Linked DNA regions of Sus scrofa: region 2 is linked to region 1. Evidence: chromatin contacts called from public HiChIP or PLAC-seq data. All regions are on one chromosome and are shown on one strand. Each heading gives the region's core, a stretch centred on a gene start, on an enhancer-like site or on the middle of the called end of the contact. The rest is flanking DNA. Distances are from core to core; before and after follow the strand shown.

The links. HiChIP or PLAC-seq counts read pairs in DNA pulled down with a chosen protein or histone mark.
Region 2: a contact with region 1 is called in an H3K27ac HiChIP or PLAC-seq map of alveolar macrophages. The contact joins two enhancer-like sites. A contact is called at or near these places in 2 of 47 Hi-C or Micro-C datasets (embryonic fibroblasts and epiblast stem cells) and 1 of 2 datasets of contacts at active chromatin or transcription factors (alveolar macrophages).

The regions. Positions count from the first base shown.
Region 1 is chr7:48,852,122-48,858,227 of Sscrofa11.1, forward strand. All of the region lies in intron 2 of LOC102167410 (5-formyltetrahydrofolate cyclo-ligase), which reads right to left. Among named protein-coding and RNA genes, the nearest start is that of BCL2A1, 42 kb to the right of the region's middle. Within about 2 kb of position 2,885, at least 8 of the 83 cell types and tissues checked have an H3K27ac peak or open chromatin away from gene starts, as enhancers often do. A contact at or near this core is called in alveolar macrophages, where this site is marked.
Region 2 is chr7:49,072,649-49,078,537 of Sscrofa11.1, forward strand. FAH (fumarylacetoacetase) reads left to right here. Exons shown (of 14, transcript XM_003356648.4): 8 at 463-562; 9 at 1,310-1,440; 10 at 3,884-3,959. Among named protein-coding and RNA genes, the nearest start is that of TRNAK-UUU, 7.9 kb to the left of the region's middle. Within about 2 kb of position 1,778, at least 4 of the 83 cell types and tissues checked have an H3K27ac peak or open chromatin away from gene starts, as enhancers often do. A contact at or near this core is called in alveolar macrophages, where this site is marked.

The sequences.
Region 1 (6,106 bases), core at 1,635-4,134:
TAGAAAGTGGTCAAAACACTTTAGAAATTTTTTTGAATATGTTAAATATCTCAGACAAACAAAGCATCTGATATTAGTATAAAAAAGAAGATAATGGGACCATAACATCATATGTCCAAATTCATGGAAAGTCACTAAAGCTATATTCAAGGAAAAAATTAGAAATTTTGAATGTTTTTATTAATAAATAGGAAAGAGCAAAAATAAATGAAGGAGTCAGGAAAAAAAAAAGTCACAGGGTAGTAGGAAGGTAGGAATCAAAAAAGATTTTAAAAAGAAACTAATTCCATGAGAGGAGGAAAAAACCAAGGAGGTATTAGTCAAAAGGTACAAAGTTTCAGTTACGGAGGATGATTTAGGTCCCAGAGATCCACTGTACTGCACACTGCCTTTCCTTAACAAGACCGTATGGTACACTTTAAAATTCGCCAAGAATAAATCTTATGTTAAATGTTCTTCTCACAAAAATAATAACAAATAAAAGACAGTGAGAGGAAATATTTGAAGGTGATGGATAGGTTTACGGCATATGATTTTTAAAACAACATCTATGTTGTATTTTCAGTACATATAATACCATATAGCTTATAATATAAATATCATATAAAAATAAATAAATAAATAAATAAATATCATATAATTTACATGCTATTCATAGCATGGATGGAGGAAAGGAATGGAATTACCTAAAAACCAAGTTGCTATATTTTACTGGAATTTGGTATTAAACTGAACTGTGTTAATTAAACGTGTAATCCCTCCATCAACCACTGACAAAACTTTAAACATAAAAATAATAGAGGAAGCAAAACAAGGTACTAAAAAAGAGATTTAACATAAAATTGTTCCTCTCTTTTGTATTCCATGATTTAAAGACTACGTGATCAACACTGTCCAAACTTTTCCTACAGAAAAGAACAAAATCCCTGGGGACCTGCCCAACGTGGCCCACCACAACCAAAACGGTTTTCATTTTGATATTTTGTGTTTTATGGTTAAAATTAATGAATTTCTTTTTTTTTTTTTTTTTTTTTTTTGTCTTTTTGCCGTTTCTTGGGCCGCTCCTGCAGCATATGGAGGTTCCCAGGCCAGGGAACTGTAGCCGCTAGCCTATGCCAGAGCCACAGCAACGCGGAATCCTAGCTGCATCTGCAACCTACACCACAATGCCGGATCCTTAACCCACTGAATGAGGCCAGGGATCAAACCCGCAACCTCATGGTTCCTAGTAGTGTTCGTTAACCACTGAGCCACGACAGGGACTCCATGAATTTTTTTTATATTCAATACATTCGTGCTTGTTTTGGTATAAAAACAGTGTAGGGTTTTGTTTGTTATTCTACATTTGTTTTCCCAAAATGTTGAAGTAAAATGAACACTTAAAGAAAATGTACTGTTTGTTCTCTTGTTTTATGAGCCCACTGATAGTCCACCAGGGGCCCCTAAAAAAATACATGGCCTTTTGAGAGGTAGGCACCTAAACCAGTAGCTTTCAAACTTTCTGGAACCTACGGTAAGAAAAACACTGTGACCCACTTTACACACAAACACACAGACACACACAAACACACATAAAGGTGCATGCACACACACATACATACACACAGGAGCACACAAACCTCTAATTTAAAAAGTTTTTTCCTATGTCTTTCTCGGGTTTTTTTTTGTTGTTGTTGTTGTTTTTTTTTAATGCTACTAAACTATAAAGCCCTAATGAGTCAGGCTTACAAAAAAAAACTGGTCTCGACAATCTGACAAACTAAATCATCCCAGGACTTCTTAGCAGTGATTCTGGCTTCCAGCATCACTACACTCGAAAACTGACATTTTTATGTGTATTGTACTACTTTAAACCAAAGTCGTGAGATGGGCAGATAGGAAGACAGTTTTGTTTCTGTTCATTTTCCATTTCATAGCTCACTGCCCACTTCATCCAACAATATTGGCTTGTTCTTCTTGCTTACTTGTGGATGATTAGTAATACATACATGATTTTAGAAAATGATTAGCATGAAAAATAAACATCGATGGATTATGTTCACATTTCTTGGCAGCTACAATCAATCACTCATTCAATATACAATCATTAGGCTTATAATTTAAAAAGGATTTTTAAGATGGTGAAGAAAAAGGTGATGCATCAAGTTCACTGGGGTACCATCCAGCCCAAATACAACAAGGGAAATGTTTCAAACTATTTAAGGGTTTCTGTAAGGAGCAGCAGGACCATCAGCTAAAAGAGTTACACAAAGGCACAAGCTTAAAATAGAAAATAACTCCTAACCTCCTATAAAGTGGTCTGAAATGGAATGGGCTTTCCTGGTAAGTGGTGGACTGCCAATCCTGCAATTATTAAAGTTAAAAAAAAATGTTTAAATTACAAGCATGGGGTATAATAAAGCCAATTCAATAACACAAAGCATACTGAGGTGTCATAACATGGGTAGAAATATTAAGGAAGAAATGTTTAAATCTGACTGGGGAATCTAGGGAGGCTCCTAGAGGCAGCCTTTATGCCAGACTTAAAGGATGATTACGATTCAAAAGTCAGACAAAGAATATGGGCGTGTCAGGCTGAGTTAGAAGAGCAAAGACAGAAAGATCTTCCCCAAAAGAACACACACACACACACACACTTCTCATCTTCCTTGAATTCTGCTACTGAATCTGGACTTATTTTCTAGAAAGTGAAAACAAACCTTTCAAGGGGTGGAGTAATACAGTCCAGGTGAGTGTTAAGGTCACTTTGTCAGGAACATGAGTCAGAGAAGTCAAGTTTCAGAGAAGGGTGGCCAGGGAGCAGGTCACTGCCATAACCTAAGACAGAGACGTCAACCCCAACATTTGCCAAATGGACAAAGGTGGAATTTCATTTCATTTTACTGGCCCAGCTTCCTTGAAATCATGTCTTGCCCTCATTTCGCAATGGAGAAAACGCCCTAACTCACTTCCCTGGAAAGAAGAACATGTTCTAATTCATCATAAAGAAACACCCCAGTCTTGTTGGCCTTTCAAAATGCTACAATGAAGAATTTTAGAGGGCCATTTTCACTGCTGAAGGCATCCATGGAAGTATACAGATCCTCTTGGCTTTTGTCCACAGCACAGATGGCTAAGAGGGAGGCTCTCCCCAGCCTGCAGTCCGACGTTCCCCGGGCTGCAAGACTGTCCCATCAATCCTTGGGGAGGGAGTGACAGAACACAGGGGAGAACCTGCTCACGAAGAAAGGAGGAGTGGGGGAGGGGGAGAAAGCACATTTCCACGGCGACACGGAAACCCATAGTGGCATTTATGCACACGCCAGTTTTCACCACTCTGACTTGATATTTAAGGGTCAGAAAACTAAACAAAAAACAATTTATTTTTTTCTAATTCAACCTCCTCTTAAAAATTCTGCCTTTTCTCTCAACTGAACTATATACAAAAACACACATAAACCTAATAGGCATTTTAATGTCTCAATTAAAAGCAATAAAAACTGAATTGAAAAAGAGTTTAAACACATGAAGTTCTATATGTAGGAAGTCTGAAGTCACCTGGGTTAGTCCTTTTAATGATACTTAAGTGCTCCATAGTACACTCAATGAATCATTATGCTTGAATAGAACGTTTAGCAGGCTAAGCCATCTTGGCAAGAAAAACAGGCCATAACCCCTAAGGTAGTATCTTTTAATCTTAATGGGCTGGGAGTTAACAAAAAGTAAATTACCACTCTCCAAAATGAGCATATAGTCTAAAGGTGCTGCTGCAAAAGATAAAACAGACAATCCTGGAAGCGCTCCAAGGAAGCCTATCAGGAGTATACTTATCATTCAAATGAAAGGCCCTGTTACCAATAAAAGCCTAGACTGTTCTTCCTGTGCATTTACTTGACTATAAAATGATGGAAAAGAAGCTTAACTTCAAAACCAGTGTACTTTTAGAGACATGTGACTTAGATCAGGTTCTTCCTTGGGAGAATATGACAAGGTCCCCATGAATACAATTACCAACAGTACCTGTCCCATGAAAGGTGCTGGTGCAGTTTGCTGTCAGGAGAGGGAACGAGGATCCAGGTGGTAGAGCATCTTAACAACTGAGGTGTGAAGAAAAGACGGTGGCTCAAAGGCAGAGGAAAAGAGGAGAACCCGGTGACCACTGCATTGTTAGGAACTCCGTGTGTGTCCTTGGAGAAGTCACTTGACCTCCCCGGGCATCAATTATCCCCTCTGAAACAAGGATGATGAAGCGAGGACCAGTAGCCTTTGCTCCAGCTCCCACAGGGTCTAACTCTGAAGGCAACGGTCTCTAACCCCTGAGGGAGAGGTTGCCCCCAAACTCCTGGAAAAAGCGTGTGCAGTGTGCAAAAAAGCACACTCCAAAATCACAACCGCTTTGATTTCTTTTTTAGTCATCCGAATGTATTTTTAAAGTTCAAATAAAATGAGTGAAGCGGATTTTTTTAAAGTTCAAATACAACGAGTAAAGCGGATTTTTGCGAAGCACAGAGACATGTGTTAAAGGTTTAGAAACACCACTTCAGCAAGTTTTCTGTAAATCATAGCAAAACATCAAACTATGGAGGAACCCATAACTGCTAATTTCTTGGCTTAATAAAAATACAACAAACAATTCTCGTGGACGCTTTGAAAGTCCTCTGTGATGACAGTGCTATTAGAGTCTCCACAGAACATAACGAGACAATACCCATTGCCTGGACCATGCACGCAGCACAGACCTGGCGGCTGCTACAGGTTTCACGCGGCACTCTGACTTGGCAGATGGAAAAGACTCGCAATCTTGGTATTCCTAGGAGAACCTGGCATTACAGAAGATACAGAGCAGCACCTTCATCCCATCCTGGGCCCAGCAACCACCCCGGCACGCAGCTTCTTTTGTCCCCTCACCCACACGGAGTGCCTCAAGTGCCAAGATGTGTGCAGGTGCCCTGGAGACCCATGGGTTCCGACCAGTCTTTCACATGAGTCTAGACTCAGAGACCCAGGGCCTACACACCAACTCACAGCTCCAAACCCAGGTGTAGGAGCACACAGCAGGTACAACACAACAGGTACAACATTCTACCTTCATCTTAACTCTATAGCGTCCCCAAAAACATTCCACCCTGATCTTAACTCTATAGCGTCCCCCAAACGAGTGTTGGAAGAAGACAGAACAATTGCAAGGTTATTCCAATCCAGGACTGATGTGAACCCTTGATGCTCATATACCAAATAAAAGCATCACAGCATCTTATAAAACAATTTCTGATATGCTTTTTATTTTATTTTTCTTTTTATGGCCACACCTGCAACATGCAGAAGTTCCCAGGCTAGGGGCGCATCAGAGTTGCAGCTGTCGGCCTCCACCAGCCTTAATCCACTGAGTGAGGCCAAGGATTGAATTCACATCATCAAAGATAGTATATCGGGTTCTTAACCTGCTGAGCCACAGTGGGAACTCCTGATATGCTTTTTAAAAGGTCCCTAGGTTGTTATTTTTTTAAATCTGGCTTTCCTTTAATGGCTATAAAATATTGATCATCCATAAATTTATACAAGCATGCTCTGAATTCACAGAAGTGTTGGCTTTACCTCAAAAAAACGTTCACTGAAAGTCTATGATGTGAACCACAGGATGTTAGGCACCAGGAGTACAGATGATTTAGGAGAAGATCTCTGCTCTAAAAGAGTCCACATCTCTAATTTTTTTTTTTTCCTGTACCACCAGGCAATTCTCTGACATCCAGCTGGGTGTCCAACAATTCAATTCAATTCTTACACAGCTACCTGGAGGGGGCGTCAGGTCCCACTGTTAAGGGCTCAATGCCATAAGACAGCCTGCCCTACCAGCAACCCCCATGCCAGATGCCAGTCACAAAGTCCAGGCTGTCACCTGTGCCTCTGACCTACCAGCTCTCCATCGGAGGGTCCCACCACCCCTTCCCTGAGTTGGATTTGTTTGATTAATTTGCATGAGCTCCTCCCAGGACTCAGAGAAACATTTTTACTGACTAGATGACTGGTTTAGTATAAAAGGTTATAACTCAGGAACAGCCAAATGGAAGAGTGACACAAGGCAAGGTAGAGGGAAAGGGCCTGAAGCTTCCAGCAGGTCCACATGCTC
Region 2 (5,889 bases), core at 528-3,027, 220 kb after region 1:
ATGTTGATGGTGTTTCCTCAGAGGCTGTGGGTGAGGGGTGGGGTGTGGGGTTTGCCGTGACAGACTCTCTTGGCTGCATCATGGAGGCAGCCTTTTCATTTTTCATGACACAAACACAAGGCTTGTGTAGCTGTCAAAGCTTAAAATGCAGAGTGAGAACGGGATGGAGGGGAAGGAGCAGAGGCGTGGGAGGAGGTCGATGCAGGGGCCGGTGCTCAGGGGCCGTGAGGGGGCCTCAGGAGGCACTGGCATACAGCTGCTCACCGCTTCCCAGGGTGGCTATCTGTCCACTCAGGGGTCCTTTAGGATGTTGGAAATATGGTGGATTTGTAGCCTTGCCAGGCCCCGGTGGCTGTCCAGGTCCCCGGCTACTGTTTGGAACTGCCTGACCTTTGCCCTCCAGGGAAGTGACCTGGGGCAGCAGGTCAGAGCCAGATTCTCATCAGCTTTCCCCCATGTCAGGCTTTCTTTGTAGGCCCTGGGAACAGACTTGGAGAGCCCATCCCCATCTCCAAGGCCCACGAGCACATTTTTGGAATGGTCCTTATGAACGACTGGAGTGGTAATTATGGGGCGCTGGGCTTCCTGGAGCTGTTTCCTGTGCACACACTGCTCTGGGGGAAGGCTGGGTACCTGGGACACTTTCACAGATGCCAGGGATGGTCGCCTGGGCCCGGTGCCAGACAAAGGCAGCAGGTGGTACAGTGGCTGAGAGCTCAGGCTTGGGTATCAAACAGACTTCCCAGCTCTGAGCTCCAAGTTTCTTGTAAGTTGAATAAGGATAAGACTGGATGTCCCAGCTAACGTTTCTGAGCTGTTATGCTCCAGGCTCTGTGCTGAACACCCCACGTGGACTCTTCTCCTGAGTCCCTGCTTGGATCGGGCCATATTATTACTCCCCTTTTATAGGCGAGGAATGAGGCACAGAGATTTCAGCTAGTTGTGGAGCTGAAATTTCAAACAAGCAGCCCTGTTTCTGAGCCTGTGTCAACCCTGAGGCCATATACAGAGGAAGATGGGGCCGCGAGTCCCAGGAAGTGTCACCTCAGGTATAAGGATGAGCTTCCAGCCCCTTCAGGGGAAGCTGTGCTGACTGCCCTTGGGACATCTTTCTCTTTGCTGCAACCTGGCACAGCGACCTCAAAGCACCTATGTCCTTGAACCTGGGGCTGCCAGCCTGGTTGGGGCCCGAGCACCAGGGGTGGGGGGAGGCTGTGCTGAGCATCTGTGCCCCTCGGTCAAGGCGAGGAGGGACTTGGTACAAGACCCGGTCAGCGTTTGTAAGCCCTTCCCCGCCCTTCTCCTGTAGCTCGAGACATTCAGAAGTGGGAGTATGTCCCTCTTGGGCCGTTCCTCGGGAAGAGTTTTGGAACCACCATATCCCCATGGGTGGTGCCCATGGATGCCCTCATGCCCTTTGCTGTGCCCAACCCAGAGCAGGTAAGCATACCCTGTGCAGGAAGTCCCAAACCCAGGCCCCTCTGACTCCGAGGCTGTTTGCCCACCAGGCATGGAGAGGGTCTGGAGGGTAAGCTCTGTGCCCCATCATGGCCTCATGCTGGGGGTCTCTAAGCAGGCATGGCATCAATCATTCTACCTTGTGCTTTCCGTGCCCCCTGCATGGTTCTTGGAGGAAAGCGTGGAATTTTGTAAACTTCAGAATGCTCTGAGGCCATAAGAACTGGCCAGTTGGCAGAAGAGGTCCCTGCCAGAATCACCACATGGCACAACTTCCCAGGTCCCTAGGTTGTGTTCTGTGCAATGGTGCCCCCTGGAGCCCAACTGATAGATTGCAGTGTGGAGTCAGGCAGCCAGGAGTCCTGGTCCAGAGCCTCCTGTGCCCATGCCACCATCCAGGGGCGTCTCAGCCTCAGCCCTCATGCCTCAGTCCATTGCAGCCTGGCAGCTGCCTTTACCCGGTCACCGCCAGTGGTCTCACCACTGTGCCCTGTGACCTTGGTGGTTGCCTGTGGCCCTGTGCCCTCTTCAGCGTGGATGCCTCGGCATCCCCCTACTCTTCCTAGGCAGTCACTCCCCCTGGCTTCTGACATGACCTGTCCCTGTTCCCCCATGTCTCCCAGAGTCCCAGGATGCTCCAACAGCCCAGAGGGCAGCCCTAGCTGAGCGCTCAGCCTCTGCCCCTCCTCCCACCCCTCCCCTGAGCTTCTTACCTTGCTCTTGGCCTCCCCCCACGACCCCTCCCGCCCCAACACACAAGGCTCCCTCACCCAGGCCACCCGCCCATGTTCCTGGACACCCCTCAGCCCTGCCTCCGTCTCACGGAGCTGTGCTCAAGGTCCTTGCAGACCAGTTTCCCGTGAAGCTCCCGCAGGCCTCTCATGCTTGTCCCCTTGCTCCCTCCTTGACCACTCCTGCACAGCCATTGTGTTCAGTCGCTGAGACATGTCCCTTCTTCCCTCCTTGGTGAGCCCCCACCTGTGCCTTCTTCTGCAGCCCACCCCCACGGGGACTGTCTAGCCTGCTGCTGCACCCCCTGCTCGTCCCCTCCAGGCTCCATCCCTGGTCCAGCTCTCCGTTCACAGGCGCCCCTGTACCGTTGCCAGGGCTCTCTGGGCTCCATCTCTCTTTACGCCAGCCTTTCCTGAATACCATTACATGCAACTCTCATGGCTCTTGCCAATTCTGAACTCTTATTTCTTTAATGCCTAAAAGCAGCTTCCATTTGAAGACTTTTTTTTTTTTTTTTTTGCTAAAATTTTTAGGGCTGCACTTGTGGCATATGGAGGTTCCCAGGCTAGGGGTCTAATTGGAGCTACAGCTGCTGGCCTACACCACAGCCACAGCAGCGCCAGATCTGAGCCGCATCTGCAACCTACACCACAGCTCACAGTAATGCCGGATCCTTAACCCACTGAGCAAGGCTAGGGATCGAACCCGCAACCCCGTGGTTCCTAGTCGGATTTGTTTCCGCTGCACCACGGCGGGAACTCCAGCTTCCATTTGAAAATTCTAACAGTGTATTTAGAAAAGGAACTTTATGTCCCATTGGTATCACTTGCCACCAAGTTCAACCTAAAAAGAAAGAGAGCTATTAAAACCAAATCACCCTATGTTATCTCATGTACCACTAGATTCACATATTGCTCTTTGGGAAAACAATGCTTTTGGCCAAGGTGCCGACCTTCTGGCCTGGCTGTCGAATCTGCCTCCACAGCTGGGGCCTGTCCCTGCCGGCCACCATCCCTTTCTGCTGCCCCGGCCTTTCCCACGGGCCTTGCTTTTTCCCCCATCTCTGACCTTCCCACTGTCTGCACCTTCCCACTGTCCCCATCTTTCCCACTCTCCCCACCTTCCCACTGTCCCCCTTCCCACTGTCCCCACCTTCCCATTGTCCCCCTTCCCACTGTCCCCACCTTCCCACTGTCCCCCTTCCCACTGTCCCCCTACCCACTGTCCCCACCTTCTCACTCTCCCCACCTTCCCCCTGTTCCCACCTTCCCACTGTCCCCACCTTCCCACTGTCCCCACTTTCCCACAGTCCTCACCTTCCCACTGTCCCCCTTCCCACTGTTCCTACCTTCTCACTCTCCCCACCTTCCCACTGTCCCCCTTCCCACTGTCCCCACCTTCCCACCATCCCCCACTTCCCCAGCATGCTCCTTCAGCTTTTTGGGGACCTCTCTGATGCGGCTTCTGTACCTTTGACCTGCTGCTGCCTCTTCCTCGGCTTCTTTCCCAGAGCCCAGCTCATATGACCACCCTCAGCCCTCATTGTCCCGGGACACAGTGCTGGTCCCTGGAGAGGAGCGGCCTCTTCATCCTCAGGTCCTCTGTGCCTGAGCACCGTGGCTCTGCTGCAGGCCCGGCCTGGGCCAGCTCAGCCCGCCTGCCCATGACTCTGTGCTCTGCTCTGCCCTCTCAGGACCCCAAGCCTCTGCCATATCTCCGCCACGACCAGCCCTACATGTTCGACATCAACCTCTCTGTCGCCCTGAAAGGTACTGTTTTGGGATCGCAGGGTGCGACAGGGGCCAGAGGGCCCATGTGCCCAAGTACTTGGTGGGTATGTGGCTCCTGAGCTCCTGGGGGTGGGGATGAGAGGGTGTCAAATTCCATGGCCTGGGAGAACGTGGGGTTCGTGTAAAGGAGAGTGGAGGGGAAGGGACATCCTTGTGCTCAAAGGGAGCCACACTGGGCCCATGTGGCATTAGCCTCATGTCACCGGGCTCTCAGCTCTGAGGACCAGAAACCATGGAGTCTGGGGCCTCCACCCTCTGCTTGAATCCCCTCTCCAGCCTCCCCAGCCAGAGCCTGCCAGCCTCTGCTCCCTTTGGGTGGCACATTTCATCCAGGGCACGTTTGAAAGCCAGTCCTCGCTGGCCCGGCCCTGCCCTCTGGGGCCCCACAGCCAGCGCACCCAGTGTTGACCTGGGTCAGCTCTGGGCACCTGGCAGGCAGGGCCCACGTCCCCCGAGGCCGCTTGGCTACACTGCGTTAATTAATAGGCCAGCGGAGCGTTAGTGGTAAAGAGCCTGGCCGTGCAGGCCACAGCTGGGGTTCGAGTCTTAATTCTGCCCCTGCCCAACTTTGGGCACGTTCCTGAATCTGTCTGTGCCAGTTTGTCATCTGTAAACTGGGATACAGATGGCATTGACTTCATGGTATAACTGTGATGGGTTAAGCGAGTGGATTCATGTCAAGGTCTAGAACAGCGCCTGTGCCTGAGAGGTATCAGGTGTCATTTTCCATTCCTGGTGGGAGCACCCAGGGCTGGGGATGCCCACAGACCCTCCAGGCCACACTCTGTCCAGTCTCTTTTCTTCCCAGATTTTCTTCTCCTTTTGTCCTGTTTAGATACCCCAGGCTCTCTGGGGCTTTCCCACTGTACGTTCTAGGGGCTCCGCCCTTCATGGAGGTGATCCTGGCAGCAGGCTCAGTGTCCGCCAGGAGGAAGGAGCTGCCATCGCAGGAGTAGGACGCAGTATGCAGGAAAGGGCTGCTAGGAAGTGCCGTAGCACCCCTGGAAGACTGCTGCCCCACTCCTTCATGTTACCCATTGAGAAAGTGAGGCTCAGAGAGGAAAAAGGGATTCACCCCAGAGTCCCATAGCTGGTTGATGGTGAGGCTGAGACTACGGTCAAGAGTCACAAGCTCTAGGCTAGTGTCCTTTCCTGCCACAAATGCTAATTTCCACCCTGCCTGCCTGAGCTTCTAGGGGAAGGGATAAGATGATCAAGAAGTGCAGGAGTTCCCGTCCTGGCTCAGTGGTTAATGAAGCCCAACTAGCATCCATGAGGATGTGGGTTTGATCCCTGGCCTCACTCAGTGGGTTAAGGATCCAGCATTGCCACGAACTGTGGTGTTGGTCACAGACGTGGCTCGGATCTCACGTTGGTGTGGCTGTGGCATAGACCAGTGGCCTCAGCTTCGATTGGACCTCTAGCCTGGGAACTTCCATATGCCATGGGTGTGGCCCTAAAGAGACAAAAAAAAAAAAAGAAGAAGAAGAAGAAGAAGAAATATCTGGAGATGTAGAAAGAGCTAGAAGAGGGAGGACCCAGGGCACAGATGGTTTTCAAGATCCCATACCAGTCCTGAGCATGGAGTTCTTGTTCTGAGTTAGGATCTGGGTGGGGCAGGCTGGGGGGACCCTGAGCCTTCATGATGTCGAGAAGTACACCTGTTGCATGCAGCCTCAGAAGGGAAGCCAGGGCCAAGGGAGGAAGGCCAGTTATGGGGCAGTAGAAGAGCTTTCTGATTATTAGCACTGTTCAGAAGTGGTACAGCAGTAGCATGGTACCTCGTGGGTAGTAGGTGTGTACTTGTTTAATAACTATTGTTGAAGTAAATTGTATAGTAGGAATTGTCCGTCATTGGAGGAGTGTGGCAGGGGACAGATGGCCCCAGCTGTCCAAGGGGCTCTGAGGG